Linked DNA regions of Mus musculus: region 2 is linked to region 1. Evidence: chromatin contacts called from public HiChIP or PLAC-seq data. All regions are on one chromosome and are shown on one strand. The core of a region is the stretch at or near the end of the contact, and the rest is flanking DNA. Distances in the headings are between cores, read along the strand shown. Region 1 holds the start of Epb41l2 (erythrocyte membrane protein band 4.1 like 2). Region 2 overlaps Epb41l2 (erythrocyte membrane protein band 4.1 like 2).

The links. HiChIP or PLAC-seq counts read pairs in DNA pulled down with a chosen protein or histone mark.
Region 2: a contact with region 1 is called in an H3K27ac HiChIP or PLAC-seq map of microglia, with 4 times the contacts expected there. The contact joins the enhancer-like site here to the promoter of Epb41l2 in region 1. A contact is called at or near these places in 8 of 39 promoter capture datasets (the 3T3-L1 cell line, the C10 cell line, the HPC-7 cell line and 3 more), 8 of 484 Hi-C or Micro-C datasets (cerebral cortex, cochlea, conventional dendritic cells and 5 more), 13 of 115 datasets of contacts at active chromatin or transcription factors (the NIH/3T3 cell line, bone marrow-derived macrophages, cardiomyocytes and 9 more) and 2 of 9 other capture datasets (adipose tissue and liver).

Annotation. Positions count from the first base shown.
Region 1 is chr10:25,357,525-25,361,500 of GRCm38.p6, reverse strand. It overlaps Epb41l2 (erythrocyte membrane protein band 4.1 like 2), which reads right to left and starts at 1,703. Exons shown (of 20, transcript NM_001199265.1): 1 at 1,520-1,703.
Region 2 is chr10:25,462,625-25,466,887 of GRCm38.p6, reverse strand. All of the region lies in intron 4 of Epb41l2 (erythrocyte membrane protein band 4.1 like 2), which reads right to left. Among named protein-coding and RNA genes, the nearest start is that of Smlr1, 72 kb to the left of the region's middle. Within about 2 kb of position 2,212, at least 12 of the 459 cell types and tissues checked have an H3K27ac peak or open chromatin away from gene starts, as enhancers often do. A contact at or near this core is called in bone marrow-derived macrophages and microglia, where this site is marked.

The sequences.
Region 1 (3,976 bases), core at 454-2,953:
AGGTTTGATGGTGGCTCTCAAACCAAATTATTGAAATGATCGCCCTAGCCCTAACAGGTGACATAGCCTTTCTCTCTCTCAAAGTTATGTCAAACTAGCAACCTGAGGGGGCTGCTGGTGCCTACCAAGATCCAGGATAACATTGCAAGGCAGCCCACCAGGGGCTGCAAGACAAACCAGATTTCTCACAGCAGGAGCCTGCAAACAAACTGAATAGCACAGGAAAACCTGTACAAGCACTGCAACTTCTAAACTTCATCTCCCACAGCCAAGAAACGGATCGAGTTTTCCTCAAATCCACGGGAATGTCTGACAGGGTAGACTAAAATGTTGCTAATGCAGCGTGATAAGGCAATGAAGAATACAGAGATAATGAACTCCCAGAAAGAAAGAAAGAAAGAAAGAAAGAAAGAAAGAAAGAAAGAAAGAAAGAAAGAAAGAAAGAGAGAGAGAGAGAGAGAGAGAGAGAGAAGAAAAGAAAAGAAAAGAAGAAAGACAGACAGGAAGGACTGAAGAAAAATGAGTGGAGAAAACTGAGACCGTTTTTGTTTTGTTTTGTAGCTAATCACAGAAACAAGAACATACTGCCCTGCACACCCCACATTTCACATGCAACAAAGTTCAAGAAACAGAGAGAATCTTGATTCCCAAAGGAGGAAATGTAAGTACAACTCCCCTAGATGCCACCGTGCCTACCACTCTCCCAGGAACCTTAAAAATCAGGGACAGCTGTTCAGGTGACAGATTTTCTGAAGGGCTTCCTCATTTTGTAAGGAAGCTCCACGGAGACCACTCCCCAAAATAAGACACCGGGGGAAGAGGGCGCTCTTCTAACTTCACCCCAAATAAATAAATAAAACTTGGCCCCGCCTGAGGCTGGCGTCTGGGGACATTTAATGACTAACGTCCACCGCAGACGTCTGGGGTTGAGGATGGGGGATCCCGAGATGCCAACCTCAACGCCACCGACTCGGTTATTTCCTCCTCGTAGCCCCTGACCTGCAGCTCACCTAAACTGCTCCCACCCCTCAGCTGCCAGCGCCGAGAAAAAGAAGCCATCGGGGGCGGATGGCCTGGTGTCCGAGCTGGAAGGCTCGCCGCAGAAAACGTGCGAGGGTGTCTGTCCTCAGCTCCAGACCGCACAGTGGGCGGCGGGGACAGAGGGTCGCCCGCGTTGGCCCGACCTGCGGCGCGCGTGGGGCTGGGTGGCTGGCGGGGCGCGCTCCCTCCCCGACTCCCGCAGAGCCCACGCGCGCCGCGGGCCCGCGTCTGGCGACCCTCGGGAGAGAGGGCGCGGCGAGCCCCCGGCACCCAGGATGGAGCCGCACGCCTCGGCAGGGCCGGGGCGCGAGAGCCCGGGGACGCCGCCGCGGTCCCCGCCCGGGAAGGAGAGAGACGGGCCCGCGGCCGCCCCCTCCCCCGCCCGGGATGGCCGTCCGGGCTTCCTGCCGGGGTCCGCTTCCCGCCTGCAGCGTGTCAGGACCCCGCCCGCCACTCCGCAGCCCGCTCGCCTCCTTACCCGGACACCGCCCCTCTCGAGCTTGCTCGCCCCGGGAACGCGTCCCGTTCCAGCCTCGGACGCCGCCGGCCCTCCGCACCCGCCGCCTCCACCCTCCTCTGGGTTTCAAATTGAAATTCCCTGACTGGGGCCGTCAGAGAACTCTCCGCGCAAGCCCCGCCCCCTCCTGGCGGAAGCCCCGCCCTCGTCCCCCGCCCGGCACGCCCCGGGCGCGGAAACCCCCGCGGGCAGGCCACGCCCCACGGCCAAAGCCACGCCCCCGGCGCCTGCTGGCGTGGGAGGGGGGCCTTCCCGAGGGGTTCGCGCGGCTCTCGGGCCCAGTGCCCCGCCGCAGGGGTGCGTTTCGCCCTCGGAGCGACCCTGGAGATAATGACAGCCAGTGCACGTGTGCGAGGCGTTCTTTCTGAGTATCTTGGCCTTAAATGCCCTCTCAACTTCGAAAAGTTCTTTCTTCGGAGTGCTTTCACTAACCAAACCTTCACTGGATGCCTTTTTCGTGGTAGACGGTAGAGCAGGTCCAGGAAACCGAATAAGGAAAGCCGGGTCCCCCCTCAGTCTGCAGTGAAAGAAGTGCTTTCACAGGATAGGCTTGAAAAGAATCCATTTATTCTTCCTGTGGGAGAGGCAGGAGAGATTGGGTAAACCCTGTGGAGGAGAGGCGCTTTGATGCTCAGCCTTACTAGTCAGGATATCTCCCGGCAGAGAATTGAGAACCTAGCTTGCAAAGTATAATGGGGATAAGGCAGTGACAAAAAATTAAAATAAAAAAATACACACACGTGATATGTATATATTATATATATGAATGATATAGATAGATAGATAGATAGTGGTAAGTTTTACACATTAGTACAATTAGACCTCAATCTCTTCTACTTATTTCATCTTTTCTGAGCATTGCATGTCAAGCTGTCAGAGTGGCAGCCCACTGCCTCCAGCATCTTCAACCCCACCCTGTGTTCTTCTAGTCATTTGCTTCCTCCCACCTCTAATAAAATCTTTAATGATTCACCTCTGCCAATTTCCTTCCTAAACATTGTAAAATTAGCAAGATCAAATTAACCATCAGTAGCAATGCCTTGCGTGTGGATACTTCCCAGGTAATGGCACACATGCAGGTGTTTTATCAGCTGGTTCCTCGCTATGAAAAGGGTACCTACATCAAAAAGAAAAGAGTTGGGGAAATAAATTACTTGCTAGAATCATCCTTGTAAATAATAAAATTATTGCTATAATAGCATTTGTTGTGTGTCAGGAACTTGAGTTGACTTAGTTGACTTCAGTCCCAGACGCTAAGAACACAAGGAGAGTTTGATAAGCTGTTTAATGAATACTGGAATCCTGATTACATACATTTCTAGCATAAAGAAGGCTTGGAATAATTGGTGTTGCTTTTCTGTTGCTATGAGGAAATGCCTGAAACAGATAACTTTGAAGAGATTTCCTCATGGCGCCATAGGCTTCTGTCCTTGGTCACCCAGTCCTTTACTTTGAATGGGTGGCAAGGTATCACGGCAGGGACCACATTGAGCAAACTACCTCATGGAATCTGAGAAGCAAGAATTGAGAGACTGAGGTCCTAATATACCTTCCACTGACATATACCCAGTGACCTAACCTCCTCCAACTAGGTCTCACATGCAAAAGTTCCCACCTCCCCACAGTATCATTAACTGGGGACCAAGCCTTTCAACCCAAGACCTTCAGGGAAATAATTAAGACCTGGTCCACAGAGGCAGCTCCCATAAACCAAACTTCAAGATCCAGTACTTTCCAAGACATTGAAATTAAATATCTGTAATTTGGATTCCATACTAAGAATAAGACATATTTCATTTTTGTTTGAGACAGATGTTCACCATGTTGATCATGTACTGGCTGGTTTGGTGTGTCAACTTGACTCAAGCTGGAATTACCACAGAGAAAGGAGCCTCCCTCGAGGAAATGCCTCCATGAGACCCAGCTGTAAGGCATTTTTTCAATTAGTGATCAAGGGGGAGGGCTTATTGTGGGTGGCGTCATCCCTGGGCTGGTAGTCCTGGGTTCTATAAGAAGGCAGGCTGAGCAAGCCAATAACATCCCTCCATGGCCTCTGCATCAGCTCCTGCTTCCTGACCTGCTTGAGTTCCAGTCTTGACTTCCTTGGTGATGAACAGCAGTATGGAAGTGTAAACTGAATAAACCCTTTCCTCCCCAACTTGCTTCTTGGTCATTATGCTTGTGCAGGAATAGAAACCCTGACTAAGACAACCACACTTGCCTAGAGTTCCTGGGCTCAAGTGATATTCCTACCACATGTAGCTAAGACTACAGTGCAGGTTCATACCACAGTGTTGAACCTGAGTTCAATACGTAAGTTTGGGGCCCATAAAACCTTGATCCACATAGTCCCAAAGGTGGCTTGATGAGGACCTGAAATCAGAAGCCAACATCCAGGTAGCAGCCAGGTATAGTACT
Region 2 (4,263 bases), core at 963-3,462, 100 kb before region 1:
CCACCAGAGCATGGTCCACTATTACTGATGTTCCAGCTGCATGGGGCACTGATGTGAGGGACCAGTGAGACCCCATAATGGAACCTCGAGTGCTGTGTTAGGAAACAGCTCTATTTTTTCACTAAAAAAAAAAAAAAGTAGCATTCAGTTTCCTTACCCTGCAGCTGCTGTCCTACACACAGCTGGCCACAAATGGGTAACTATGATAAGAACACAAGAACAAGAAAAGCACATCGTTCAGCTTTTAATCAGGCTGCACTGAGGCTAGGCAGAGGGGAAAGAGGGTTAAATGTGTGGCACTGAAACCAAGAGAGTAATGATCACAAAGGGAAGGGACTCAGGGACAACTGGTACAAACCTCAGTGACAAGACCCCTTCTATCCCTGACACAGAAATACTGCTCGTCTCACAGACAGACCTCCCAGATCCCAGTTTCCTTAAGGATAAGCTGACACAGATGCCTGCCAGAGAGAAGCAAATGGTTTCTGTGTTCCAGGGAAGAACAATGGAACCCGCACATGGGCCCGAGGTCCCAGCTACCACACTTTCTATCCTCAGGACCAACTCTCCCAATTACCTGATAACAGGGAGGGACTAAGGGGTCTAAAGATCTAAATATTCACGAGTGACAAGTTGGCAAGTTAAATTGAGACTGTCACCCTTAGGCCACTTGTCACAACACTGACTGCCTGTCAGACACACTGAAGGCTGCTGTGGCATCTTGTATTGTATGGCTCTGTTCTGGGTTGCTTTCCTGTGCCTACGAGAAACACTGACAAAAGCAACCTGGGGGAGGGAAGTGTTTCTAGGCGTTACACTTGTAAGTCACCTGCCATCACTGTGGGTTAGAGCAAGAACTCAACCAAGACCCGAAGCAGAAACCAGAGAGCAATGCAGCCTAGGCCATGCCCTTCTGCCTCTCTCACTGCTTCATTCTCAGTGAGGTTTCTTAAATAGCTCACACCTACCTGCCTATGGATGGAGCTGCCCAGAATAGGTTTGGGCCTTCCTTCATCTACCATCAATCAAGATGATCTCTAACAAACATGGCCATGGGCTAACTAGATCTGGGCAATTCAATCGAGGTTCCGCCTTCCCAGGGGACTCTAGGTTGTATCAAACTGACAACAGAAACTATCCAGTACAGGATCCTTACCCAGAGATACCAGAGGCTGTGTCTACATGACAGGACTGAGCAGCAGAAACCACTGTTTCCTACCACACTGGCTTCCACTATGTAAGCTCCATTCCTCCCATGGAGGCAGGAGGTCTTGTCCACTCTCTGAGAGTACAGTTGTACACAGGCATGGATAGACTGTATCCATGCTCTCTAGGGTGCTTGGCATTTTTAGGGAACCTAACATTAAATATTAAAATCCAATACGTGTTGAGTGTTATCTGTCCATTTCTGCTTCCTCCTCCCCTGCAGTCTTCTTAAATGACTACACATTATTTTATTAAATTTACTTTTATTGAATAGTTATCTTTGAGTATGTAGGTTATGGTTGGTATATAATTTCTTGACTAGTGTTATAAATAATCAAGCAAAAGTTTAAAATATTTAATGTAACATTATAGAGGAACTTAAGTATATTCGTTGGATTACCAATTACACAAAACCAAGCATAAACTATTTGTGCTGCTCTGTTCTGACTCCTCTATAGTCAGGTTGCTCTTGGAACTCCTGACCCTCCACCTCACTTTTCCAAGTGCTAGGAAATTGTATATATATATATATATACTACCATACTTCACAAACAAAAAAATAAAATGGAAATTAACTTCTCTGGGTTGACACTTAAAGAAAAAAATGAATAAAGCATTAGACACATAAGAAATGAAAACCAGCATCAGTGAATAAAGAAGATGTTGAGATTAAAGATGGTGGTGAGTGGACACATAAGTACACACGTGTGAGCACACACAGCAGCCCCTCAGGGAATACTAGGATGTTCCTTACTATGGTAAAGAACTGGCTACTGTAACCACAAATACAGACTTTGGGCTTAGAAATATATGGAGTCAAACTACCACTTACTTCCCACCAGTTCTATGACTTCATTACATTTTTCACCCCGACTAAGCCTCAATTTCCTCAACAGCAAAATAGAATTCACAACATCTACCCAACTGAAGTGACCATCTTCCACCCTGGAGTCGCCCACTACTCTTCAGGCTGGATCTTAGGATTTCAGAGTTTGAACTGCTCACCCCCAGCAAAAGTGTGCCCATGTCTTCTTTGTTTTGGAGAGTCTCAGATTGGCTATGAGAATTTAACAAATTCACCCAAGTTCTCGTGTGTTAGGCAAATGCTGAAAGGATGAGAGTAGTCTTGTCTTAACCCTCCCCTTCCACAAGAACACGCACTGTTTCACCAGCTCCCTTCACTATGAACTGAACCACATGACACCAACACAAGAGGGAAGTTCCAGGTTTTCTGCATCACAGTGAAACTTATAGCCCATCTGGAGAACAGAAAATAATAAAGTTTAAATGAACTACACGTAGGATCTTGCTAAAGTTAATTACTATGCGCCTTTAGTTCTGCTTCTGGGGAGGATGGGTGGCTAGTAGTCAACTCCTTTAAACTTCAGAAAGACAGCATGGATATCAACTATACTTCTAAAAAGCACCTCTTATAGTACTGCTTATAGGAAACTGACTTATATAATGTCTGAGTCGAGTCAAATGTTAGACTCTGTTAACAACAAAAATTCAAGACTTTCCTCTTGAAGAGTCCAATATCTTTAATGATGAATTCATTTATTAATGAACACCAAAACTATATCAACTTACAATTCTGTATCAAAGAAAAGCATGTTGCTTTAGTCTATAAACTTTTAACATTTTCTATAGCACAGTTTACATGAGACTTTAACAGATGGTGAAAAGTTTGACACTAACTTACATTTTTATAATCACAATAAACTGAAATGCTTCCAACTCCGTGTCACAACTAAGAGACACAATGCTATACTAAAACCAAGATAGCACACATTTTCCCACATGACAAATTGCTACACAAAATACTTATAGCTCTGTCTAAATCCCACTTTACAAGAGGCTGAAGTAAGTACCCACGGCTTCTTTAAATGCATAGTATTTAGTGTGGGGAAGCAGCACAGCCAGGAGTCTGACACGGTGGTAAAGCCTGGGTCTGGCATACACACAACACAGGGACACACCCCATCTCCTACAGTGGGAACCTCAAGAACTTCAAAGAAGGACTGTGAAGCTAACTTTGACAGTAACAATTTTCTGGGGAAAAAAAAAAAGGAAGACTGTACACATCTATATTGAGAAGAATGAAAGTTGTTTTGCCTAAATGTATTTGAGACCTGGATTTTGCCTATACATATTTTTATATATAAACACATTGTATCTAAAAATGAGCATTATAGTCACATAATTATGTAACTTAACACATTCAAACTATATTTGAGTACTCACTTTCTGAAAAGTAAGTCTCCCAGAGGACACAGATGCAAAGTGTAAGTACTAAAGTGCCCATCCCACTTTACCATCATGTTATGTGACATGTAAGAAACACTGACCACAAAGTTAGGTAAGGAATGCTTGGCTCCTCTTCAGCAAGTGGCATCTTTCTGTCACTGAGAACATCAGCCTTACACTGTCTTTGAGGAGATGCAGATTTACCCACCTCTGAGCTATACTCCCAGCTCCCTTCTGATCTTATCATCTTAAGCCAAACCCTGGGTCTCCTCATCACACAACTCCCCACCTCCTTACACTTCAGCATCCTGTTTCTAGATACAACCAGGGTAATGAGGCGAAAAGCAACACACAAATAAGGTTTGTATTAATACTAATATGCTGATGACAGAAGAAACTGCTAAGTCACCTCCTTGGGCTGGGGAGAGGATGGTAGAAGGCAGGCCGTGGATGAGGGAAGCATTTCTCACTCTTTAGGAAAGGCAGGCATTGAGATACTAAGAGAAAGAAGCTGCCACTGAGGCATAGTATGCATGAGCAGATAGATACACCCGCCAGGCTTCCTTGGCAAGCAGAATCCGTCACACACTCACTATCAGCTTCTGTGAGATGGTGCTGAGGAGAAAGCTCATGCCAACTGCAGGGGATTAAACTGTGTGCACTAAAGGTTTCTAACTTTACTTAGATCACAGGCACCTGACTATTCACAGAGGTGAGGAGTCCAGAACTATCCTTCTGGAACAGACAACATTTAATGGGAGGATAAAGTTTGCTTTTAAACCAGGAGTGTTCAGCAGACAACTGAGAACG